2 separate regions of the Arachis hypogaea genome follow, and region 2 is linked to region 1. The links are chromatin contacts, called in public Hi-C maps. All regions are on one chromosome and are shown on one strand. The core of a region is the stretch at or near the end of the contact, and the rest is flanking DNA. Distances in the headings are between cores, read along the strand shown. Region 1 has its middle 33 kb from the start of LOC112803247. Region 2 holds the start of LOC112800701 (cholesterol 22-monohydroxylase CYP90B51).

The links. Hi-C and Micro-C count contacts between places; a contact is called where the count stands out from the background.
Region 2: a contact with region 1 is called in a Hi-C map of an unstated tissue, with 2.7 times the contacts expected there. The contact joins the promoter of LOC112800701 here to the enhancer-like site in region 1. A contact is called at or near these places in 3 of 8 Hi-C or Micro-C datasets (leaf and an unstated tissue).

Annotation. Positions count from the first base shown.
Region 1 is chr5:10,323,021-10,328,918 of arahy.Tifrunner.gnm2.J5K5, reverse strand. No RefSeq gene overlaps it. Among protein-coding and RNA genes, the nearest start is that of LOC112803247, 33 kb to the right of the region's middle. Within about 2 kb of position 3,433, at least 2 of the 3 cell types and tissues checked have open chromatin away from gene starts, as enhancers often do.
Region 2 is chr5:10,362,197-10,368,094 of arahy.Tifrunner.gnm2.J5K5, reverse strand. It overlaps LOC112800701 (cholesterol 22-monohydroxylase CYP90B51), which reads right to left and starts at 2,244. Exons shown (of 8, transcript XM_025843065.3): 1 at 1,648-2,244; 2 at 1,237-1,561; 3 at 1,011-1,163; 4 at 676-927; 5 at 444-536; 6 at 226-304; 7 at 1-101. The coding sequence starts at 1,862.

The sequences.
Region 1 (5,898 bases), core at 2,184-4,683:
ATATATTTTATATTAGTAAATAGTTTTTTAACTATTTAATGCATAGTTAACATAATTATAAGGCTTATTTTTTTGGACATGAGAAGCACATGTGTGTGTTGTGTGTTGTTGTGAAGAATGTGAATTCTAGACATGGATGTAGGACATCTTTTTCTGAAAAAAGATGAAGAAATCGGACCATTTAATTTTAAAAAAAATTTAAACCTACTAATCGGACTGTCTGATTAATGTAGAAGAAAAAATTTAAATTTTAGTGAAGGTAATCGGACTCTCCGATTTGTATTTAAAAATTTTAAAAAAAATTGGGGTACGGTAATCGAACCCTTCGATTTGTGTATCCCAAATTTTTTAATTTTTTAAACACAAATTGAAGGATCCAATTTGTATACTCAAAAATGGAACGATCCGATTTTTACTCCTATATCATTCCTCTTTCACATCTAAATTAAAAAGTGTAATTATAAATCTACATTCATATTTAATTCGAATTTGAATAATTATTCCAATTTATCTAATTTCTTCCAAAAAGAAAATAAAGTACTAAGAAGCATGAAGGAAAGCTGAAAAAGGAAAATGAAGAAAAAGGGCCACACAGCCGAAACAAAGAAGCCACTCGTGCGGGTGGAATGATGGCCAATCATTGCAACCACGTGGCAGAACCGCACGTGCGAACGAAAAGACGTTTTACGAATAAAATTCATTGCTACCAACCATTTATTGATTTAATTTTATTTATTTATTTCAGTTTATTGTGTAGGCCTTACCCTATTTGCCTTTACAGCACGATCTGATTTGATTAGACTCTGGATTTTGCTGTGAAACCTTCCACAAAAGCCAAACTTATGATCTCCTTTCCCATTTTACATCACCAAACATGAAATAAGACAATTTCTATCCTATTAGTTTTTAATTCATTACAATATTAACATATACACAAATTTATTTTGTGTATATTAATTTCTACTTATAATTAATATAATAATATGTTTTTTAACACTCTTGATCAATTAAATCTAAAAATTTACACGACTATATATATAGAATTTAATTATTTTTAGGAATTTATTATTAAACAACCACAACCGTGTAAAAGACATTAAACACTTTACTAATATATAGAGCAACTAAAGATTATTAAATAATTTAACATATTTGACTTAATTATTTAATATAATATATATTAATATTTAAATTATTATTTTTATATAAAAATATCTTTATTTGAGTCTAAAAAATTTCTACACGAAACATTGAACAATGGCCTTATATTTGTTAGTATCTCTGTCAACTTTCAGCTAAAATTTAGATACGATGAGTGTGATCGTGATAATATCTTGTATGATTATTTGATGTACTCATTTATTTTTCATTAGAAAAAAATTTGTTGCATCGATGGTCAACATGCAAACGTGTATTCTAATTATGATTATTATCTTACGTGGAAGTTGCAATATAATATTGTTAGTTTCACATCGTTTAAGAATAAAATTTAGTTAATCACTTAATCTTTTATACAAACATGCACGAACGCATTTGGCCTTGTTTTTTTCTTTCTTTCTTTCTTTTGAGTTAATTAACTTGCATAGTAAGCTGCAGTTAAGCTTCATACTATCAAAAGAAAAATATCGTTTTTTCTAGGTAAGTGATACATATATGTATAAAAGATTTTGTAAGTATCCTTACACACGTTCCATGGATCTTACGTAGTTAGCTTTAAATTAAAGTCGGGAATACTTGACATAAATAAAAAGGGAAAGTATGAGGAGCCAATGAAATATTTATACAATGTGTACACTGAAGGTTTATAGAGTATTAGAGATATAATTATTAGTGTTACATTTTTTCATCAGTTGAAGCTTTTGGGATGAGTTGTATTATGACATGGTATTAAAGTGCTAGATCCGAAAGGTCAAGAATTCGATCCTTGGTGAACTCAAAAATTAAACTAATTTTTCAAAAAGATGTTTATTATCGCTTGTACTCGGATGATTATTCTAAATAGTATAGAAGATGTTCATTTCATAACTTAATAACCATTGTACACATTGTACAAATAATTCATTGTCTCCCTAACGGGATCCTTAATGACTTAGTTTTACACATTAATGTTCGTGAGTCGTCATGGTCTCTTAATTACCTATGTAGCAAGATTACAATACTTGGAATATAATCTAATCTAATAAGACCATGTTCTCTTATCTTTAATATAATAACAAATAAGAAAAGAGAAGTCCTAGTAGTACTATTACATTGTATGTTACTATGTTTTTCTTTCTTAAAAAAGTTCAATGTGTTTCATATGGCTATTTTTTTATTGAAAATAATATTGATAATTTTATTAATGTAACTACAGGTGGTGAGTAAATTTTGTAAAAAAAAAGTCAATATGTGGGGGTGTATTGCCTACATGGCAATATTTTGATTAATACAAAAAAAATGTGTTGAATAATGTTTAGGAGACCATTTCGATAAAGACATAAAAAATGTCTTTCTTTTAAAGATGTTTACATGTATCATGATATTATTGAACATCTTTGTTAAACCGATTAATAATTTATTTTTTAATAAATTAGAATAAAATCAGTTTATTATAGCAACAATAATAAATCTAATTATTCCCATTATAATTATTAAATCCGATTTGATCCAATCGATTTACACAATTTAAATCAAACCATATTTAAATTTTTTATAAAAAGACAACTATATCCCTGATTTTTGTTTTAAAAAAATCATAATCCAAAAAATTAGTCGGTTCGACCAAATCTGATAACAATTAGTTTATTGTTATTGTTATAAAAAATCGGTTTTATTCTTATTTTTTTAAAAATTTAAAAATAACTGATTTATTAATACGTCTAATAATAATGTGATACATAAATATCTTTATAAAAAAACATTATAAAAACATTTTACACGTCTTTATGAATTATGAAAGCATCCTCCGTTTGTTTATAATACACACTTCAAATTTTAATATTCAAACAAAATATTATCTCTATTTTTATATTAAAAATAATTTCCGGTTTCATATTAAAGATTATGAAGCAAATTAAAAAAATATATGCATATCCTTTTCTGTACCGTTGGATTTGAGTGGTTGCCGATTAGTTCCCCAGTCAACACGCATGCAATGTATAGTTGTGACCAAAGGGGGCCAGCTATTAATTAGATGAAGAGTCAAACAACCAAACCAAGAAAAAGGAAACTATAAATGATGTGCATGGCAGACTAAAGAAATGGGGAGAACCCACGTGTGAGTTTAGTTAATACATATCACCAAAGATAGGAGAAAAAAGAAAAAAGAGAAATAGTATATAGTTTTGCTGTGACATTTATATTCCTTTTGCAGGGAAACGACAAGTGCGCATGCCATGACGTTACTGTGTACGGATTTATTTAACTACTATATAGCATTATCTCGTTCTAGTTCTTACCAGCTTAGTTTGTTAGTTATTTGTAGTTGGTAGTAACTAGTAATTGACCAAATACACTACGTATGGGAAACCAATCTTAGCTTGTTCAATTCATACATGTATAAGTTTGATTGTGGGACACACAATCATAAATGTAGAAGATATTAATAATCTTCTCGTATATAAATAACGGAGGCATGCAAACCTCACCACCCACGTTATTTATAATTTCGTGAGTATTTGAATTACCGTTTACAAAAATAAATTTGTATAAAATTAATTTTATAAATTTAATTTTAATAAAAAATAAGTTTATATTAATATAATTTATATTTAATAATTTTTATATTAAAATAGATTATAATAAAATAAATATTATTTAAATTATACTATTTAAAATTATTTTTAAATAATTATTAAAAGAGATATTAATTTAAATAATTTTTTATATAATTCTATCTTTTTATTTTAGATATTTAAATAGATCTTATTTATAAATTTTATAAAATCGAATAAAAAATAATTTTTTTTATACAAAATAAAAATAAAATACAGTAAAAAATAAAAAAAACTCATACAAAAAAATAATAAAAAATTTATAAAACCAACCATATATATTATATAAGCAAAAAAATTACAATAAAAGATAAATAAAATTTATATGAATAAAATTAAATAAAAAAATAAAAAATTTTGTACACAACATAAATATAATACAATAAAAAAATTTATATTAATAAACAATAAAAATACCATAAAAATTAATAAAAATAAGAATTTATATCAATAATATTTGTTATATAAATAAAAAAATACAATAAAAATAAAAAATTATACAAATAAAACCAAATAAAAATAAAAAAAGACTTCATAAAAAATATACATATAAAAAATAATATAATAAATAATAAAAAAACTTATATAAACTAGGAAGTAGTATAAATTTTAAAAATATAACATCAGAACTCTAAAAAAATAATATAAAAAATATTTATTATATAAATAAAAAAATATAATAAAAAATATAAAAATTAAAATATAGAAGAAAGTACTAAAAACAATTAAAAACTAAAATATTTACCTAAAAACAAATTTAAAAGATCTTGATGAAAAAAAATTTGGAACGAAAAACCGCAAAGAACTAATGTGAAAGTATATAATTATTTGTATTATTTTTATAGAAGAAAATAAAGAATAAGATAGATAGAAAAAAATTTTTTACTTAATTTTTTAACGGTAATTAGTCACTATTAACACGAACATAAAAGTTACAACTTTTAGCTTCACGTAAACGTGTATTCATGGAAATACTTTTGTGTTCAAAGAATTTAAAAGTTATCAAATATAAAAATAGAACGTTTAACACACTAAAATGCACTACTTTTTTTTTTAACGTAATTTCTAAATACATCCTTAATTAATTAACTTTATTTAAAATATTTTACCGTATTGTAGAACTTTAGCCACTGACCAAGAGAAGATGCATAAAGCAAAATTAATTAGAAATATATAGCAGAAAATTAAGAATGCATATAATTTGTATTTTTATTTTTAATATTTTCTGTTTATAAAATTTTGTAAAAAAATAATAACAACTATAAAACTATATTTTTATTTTTATTTTTATTTTTTGTTCATTTTTTAATTTTAAAAATAAAAAATATAAATATAAACCAAACGTATTTTAATTATTATATATCTTAAAGATATATATTAAAATTATTGTTAATAAATTTTAAAATTTTTTATTTTAATAAATATATAATAAATACATTAATTTATATTTTTTATTATTAATTTTGAGAGAATAAATATTAATTAAATTGATAGCAGAAAGAGGTGCATGCATGATGCATGTAAGTAGTGAGTAGCTAGGTGCTAGGGACAATGGTAGGTGTTTGACTTGAATTGAATAATTAAAGAGGTAATAGTAATTAATGGTCCAGAATGGACAGAAATTAAAGAGGGGCGGGAAGCAGTTGGAAGGAGGGGAAACAGAAACAAAAACAAACAAATTAAGCTTCAAAGTTACAAAGTTCAAGGCAGGAGAAGTACTGAGATATATCTGATGAGGAGCAGAAGAAGCAATTTTGGATTGTGTGAGTGGCTCGTGAAGCATGGGGTTAAAGGGTGGGGTCCTGTTCCTGCATGGCCACCATGATTCATGAGTTTAGCAAACCAAAGACAGGGCCCTCAATCATTGCTCACGCGCGGCTCTGCTTCCAAACGTGGCCGCACCATTCTTGATTCCTTCAGCTCAAATCTAATCATGGCCTTACAAGCGCCTCTTCTTTAATTTCCACTCACTGCCTTTGACCACTTCAACCCCACTGCCCTCCACTTAATTTTCCATTTTTCAATAATATATCTTATCACTTCAATTTCGTATTTTAACCTTCTTTAGTTAACCTATTATATGTGATTTTCATTCGATTTCATCTATTAAAAAAAAAAGAGTTAATGTTTGTATTGGTTTCTAAGT
Region 2 (5,898 bases), core at 995-3,494, 40 kb before region 1:
TCTCCATGGATTGAATTGTTGAGGTTGGTCAAAAAGTGAAGGATCCAGATGCACAGCTGCAATCACCGGAAGGACTTTCCACCCACATGGAATGTCATAACCTTTCAACACAACACATTTTCTTTTCAATACTCACTCAAATCAAAACCCCCCTTCCCCTTTGCTTTTCTCTTTTCCACTACTAAACTCATTTAAATAACTAATAAAATAAATCAATCAATGTACCTTTGTACCGAACGTCTTTAAGCGCCTTCCTGTGAAGGTACCTCACAACATTTCCCAACCGAAGTGTCTCGTTCACAACCTTCATCCACATAACCATATTTATATTTATATTATGCATTAAACAGTTCCAAGGGCTACATCATCGCATCAAATAAAATAATGATAGCTGCAAAAGCCGAATACTATATATTATTATATGACATAGATAGGTAACTTACACAGTGGGTAAATTCCATTCTTTTGTAGTCATCCCAAGTGAGTTCAACCTCCCCTGCTTGTTTCTTAGCTCTGGCGATTTCGCTGTGTTCTTCCTGTTTTTTTGCACAAAGTATCATAAAATCCATATCAATATGCCAAACTATGTTACAAGTATTGACCTGATTAGAAACACTAACATTGAATATTGAATATTCCATGTAGCATATATAATCATGGATGGTACTTTCTTACCCTTAACTGTTCCATGGCTTGAGGACAACCGGGTAAGAAATAAATGGCAAGTGCTATAGCTACTGACGAAGTTTCATGGCCAGCAAAGAGCAAACTCAGAACCAAGTCCAGAATCTGCTCTGTTGAGAGATTTGAATGCTTCAAAACCCATCCTAGAAGATCATCTTCCTCCAAGCTCTCATTTCCTTCTTCCATCTTTCTCACTCTTTCGGTCATTTTCGCTTCTATGAACTTGAGTATGGTGGACCTCGACTGTTCAAAACAAAATCAAATCAAATCAAATTAAGTAGTATATTCATTAGGAAATTAGCATCATCAATTAGCATTATTGTTACCTTTAATGCTCTTCTATATGCAGTTCCGGGTAAATTCAATGGCGCAGAAACAACACCCTTCATGAAAGTGATATACTCCTCTTTTAGTTTTTCTGTCTCAACATTCCCAGGATCCAAGCTCATGATGTGTTTGGCCATCAAATTGAAGGTGAACTGCAATTCAATTGATTAATTAATCCAACAGTTGGTTTTGCAGAAGAAGAGAAAGAATTAGTTAGTTAGTTACCCTTTTGGCTTCATCTTGAGCAGAGAAGGTGGAATTGTGTTTCCAGGAGTTAAGAACAAGAAGGGTGTGGTTCTCAACCTCCTTCAAGAGATGTGTTCTGAGCCTGCCATGGCTGAGGAAGTTTAGTGAAATGGCCCTCATGTCCCTATGCATGTCACCAACCAAAACCAACATCGACCATTTCCCAAGTATTCCACCAATGCTTCTCGGGTAACTGCACTCAAACAATTTCCCTTCGTTTTGCAATATGAACCTATTCAACCCTGCATCTGCTGACACTATTGCTGGCTCACCAAACAATTTCGACTTGTAAATTTTACCATACCTGCACATACACATACACAAGTGAATTAAGATGTTTGTGTTTCTGCTAATTAATTAAGATGATGTTGTTTCTGTTATTGTTGTTACCTTGCTATGTGTTGGTCCATGAATTCTCCTATGGTGGTAGCAGAATAAGGCTTCAAGTAACCAATGGTTTCACCAAGAAAGGGCCAGCCCATTTTACCGGGTGGAAGGTTGAGCTTGGGTTTGGTTTGCTTCCTCTTGAAGATGAAAATGAAGATGAGAAGAAGAGCAAGAATGGAAGAAGAAAGAGAAAAGAAAGTTAGATGTGAGTCAGACATGGATGGAGGTAGCTACTATAATCGTGTCTGAGCTTTGTGTTTGTGTGTGTGTGTTTCTGAAACCTCTTTCCCTCTCTTTTCTCTCTCTCTGTTTAAAGCAAATAAATTGTTGTGACTCGTGTGCTGTGCCAGTTTCCTGTAAGAAAAAAGAAAAGAGAAAAGAGAAGAAAAAGGCGTTGTCTTTACATATGCTGAAAAGGAGGTTCTATTTTGTGGCGTTATAAAATGACCAAAGGTAAGTAGTAGTACGCAGGTGGGTTTGGTTAATTATGAATCAAAGTTGTGAAGCCAATACCCTGCTTTTATAAGCCTCCTCCTCTTTCTGTCTTTAAGCGAAAACAGCGGAAAGTACCAACAAAATTGGCTTTACACTTTGGAAAACAATCCTCTTTACAAGTTTTGTTTTTCTTTATGCTCCTCTCTATTTCTCTTTAATTTCATTAATCACTTCAAAAGTATTTGTTATCTATATTAACAAAATGTAACCTAAAGTGATTATAAAATACTCTTTTTAAATGTGCTACTTTTCTTATCTTTTATTATTATATAAAAAATATTATATACAGACTAAAAGACTCTCATCCAATATTTATGTATAAATATAAATTTTGTTTAACTCATTTTTATCTATATATTATATGGTATTATTATATGATCAAATTATTTTGATAATTAATTTTAATCAAATTAGGCTAATAATTTATTGACATAATAAAAATAAATTAAAATAAAAAATATAACAAGAAGAAAAAGACTTTATTAAACTTCATTATAAAAATAATTTATTATCTAATATTTCTCTATTTTATATTGTAATATACAACTACCTATTAAAAAAAATTAAGTAAAAAAGATCTTTTAAAAAATATAAATTGTAACTTCAAAAAAAATATTTTTTAATTTTTTAGTATTTTTAATTTTACTACTAAAATTTTGTCAAACATACAAAAAAAATCTTGTTTTATTAAAAAATATCTTTTTTACTAATTTAATGGCATCTAAATAAGCACTTAGAACTTGTTTTGGTGAGTTTTTAAAGAAAAAATTTGAGTTATTTTTTAAGATTTTTTAAAAAAGTAAAAGAAATTTTATATTTGAATATTTTATATAAAGTTATTTTTTTATCTATCAATTATGTTTGAGTACAATAATATAAAAGTAGTTATTTCTTTATTTTTTATGTAAAGATTACTTTTTTCAATACAATACTTGTTTTAGTGCCATTAAGTTGATAGAAAAATATTTTTTCAATAAATTTTTTTAACGTATTTGACAAATCTTTAAAAGTAAAAATAAAAGCACTTGAAAATATCTATTTTGAGAAGTTACAATTCACATTTTTTTTAGGAAGATTTATTTTCTTAAAAAATATATTTTTCGCATCATGAATAAACAAAAGAGTACTTTTATATTATTGTACCTAAACATAATTGATAGATAAAAATATCTTTTTTAATGAGATATCCAAACATAAAATTATTTTTATATTTTAAATGATCTTTTAAAAAGAGATAATTCGAAAAAGATCTTTTATTAGAAGCTCATCCAAATAAACTTATAAATTGTACTTCTTAAAAAAGATATTTTTTATTTTTCTAATATTTTTATTTTTATTACTACAAATTTATCAAACACGTTAAAAAATTAAAAAAAAAATTTGTACTGAACAAATATTTTTTTTTATTAACTTAATGGTACCCAACCAAATACTTAATGTGTTTGACAAAATTTTAATAGTAAAAATAAAAGTACAAAAAAATAAAAAATATTTTTGTTGAAATCTATAATTTATATTTTTTAAAATATATATTTTACTTAAAAAATATTTTTAACATGATAAATAAATAAAAAATTATTTTTATATTATTATATCCAAATATAATTATTAAATAAAAAATATTTTTGTATAAAATATTTAAATATAAAATTATTTTTATTTTTTAAAAATCTTTTAAAAAATTACTTGACAAATTTTTCTAAAAAGATTTTATCCAAACAAATTTTATAATAGACATGAATATAAAAATTAAATTTTAAAAATAATTAATATATAAAATTAAATCAATTTTTTTAATTTTAGTGAATATAAGATAATTTTAAAAAATTCTATTTTAATTATTTTTAAAATTATTTTATTTTTAAAATATATATATATATTTTTTAATTTATTAAATACAAAATAAAAATAATGCTTAGAAAAGTACAGATATTTTTTAAAAACCTTCTACCAAATTCATTAATCAGCTCTGTTTAAATGTTTATTCAATCTAAAAGTAACACATATTCAGAGATTGGTTGAATTGAGAGGCATTCAGAAACTCATTAATACACTTGCCTTTTCCTTTATTCATTTCTTTCTTAATTTTGTTTTCCTATGCTTAATCTTCCACCCCATTGGAAGGCAGATAGAAAGGTAAAACGAGGGTTGTACAGGAAGTGATATAGGCTTATTAGTGTGTTTTCCCAGTTACCACATTTTCGAAAATATAACCAACAACAATTAATAATTTAATACGGGTCTGATGATCCAGACAACTTTAATTACTTCCTAAATTTTAAGAAAAAATTGTGATTAAGAGAAGAGATATTAACCGATAAAAAAATCAATTATACTAAGAGCAGCTGGGATCAAATTTTTAAGTGTCATTTTTAATCTTAATTAAAAATAATTTAAAATTAAAAGTTGTATTAAATATTATCTTTAAATGATATGTTGTTATTTATATAATATATTAAACTCATTAAATGAATATTCTAATAATATTATTAAAATTTTACAACAAAGATTCAATCAAAATATATTCAAATAAACTAGATGTACTCAATTATACTTTTACATTTTATTATTCTATTTTTTTTATTTTTTATCAATTTAATAAAAAAATTAATACAAGTCAATTTAACTCGTAAGTTCTCTATTTATAAAGTTCTAATTTTTCTTTCGATCTAAATACACAAAATTCTCAATCTTTACATTTATATTTTTTTTCTTCTGATTTTTTAAATAATTAAAAATAGTTTAATTTTAAATTAAAATAAAATCAAATATATAACAAATTTTACAAAATTTTAAATCAAATTTTATGATATATAATCCTACAAATATTTATATAATACTTTATAAGACTTAAACTAAAATAAAATTGCTTTTAAGAGTTTTATTAACTCATGCTTTAAGAAGATAAATTAAGAAATCATAAGAAAACATTGTTCATCAGTTTAATAAACTCAAATAAATTTACCAACAAAGAATCTGAAAATTTCAGTTGGTCCTTGAGTATCTATATAGACACTTTCATACTTGAATGAGTTAGTAGGATTTTGAATAGTGAATAATCATAAAAAGTTATATGTACCCCCTTTATTCCTCTATCCATTTTATAGAATTTGTGCCTTCACAAGGGCTTAATTACGTAAGAAAATGATTAAATAATAAAAAAAATTATTAGGATAAAAACAAATTAAATGTCTATTTATGAATTTGGGTGGCTGACTTTTCCTATATTGAAGGATAGCTTTTCAAAACAAAATAAAATTAATGAAATGCTTTCGTTAGCCTATAAAATGGGCATGATCTGATGCACAAGAGAGATAACAACAACAATAAAAATATTCTTTCTTTCTCTTATTATAAACAAATGCAATTTTCTCTCTTTTTACTTTTTATACTCCTTTCTATCTTTATATATATACACATTACAACATATAATATTATTATATATATACAAATCATTATTGAGCTAATTATTTTAATGCTAGAGTATTATATTTATACATCTTTATTTTATATTTAATATATCTTTTATTTATTTTACAACACGTTATCAGCACGAGACTCTGATCAAATTTTTAGGAAGACTCAGGTAACAAATTTTCATTATGTCGAAGCTCTCTCATCTTGAATTCAATGTTCTTGATATATCTGGAAACAATTATTTATCATTGATACTAGATGCTGAAATCCATCTTGATTCAATAGATCTTGGAGATACCATTAAGGCTGAAAATAATATATCTCAGAAGGATAAAGCTAAAG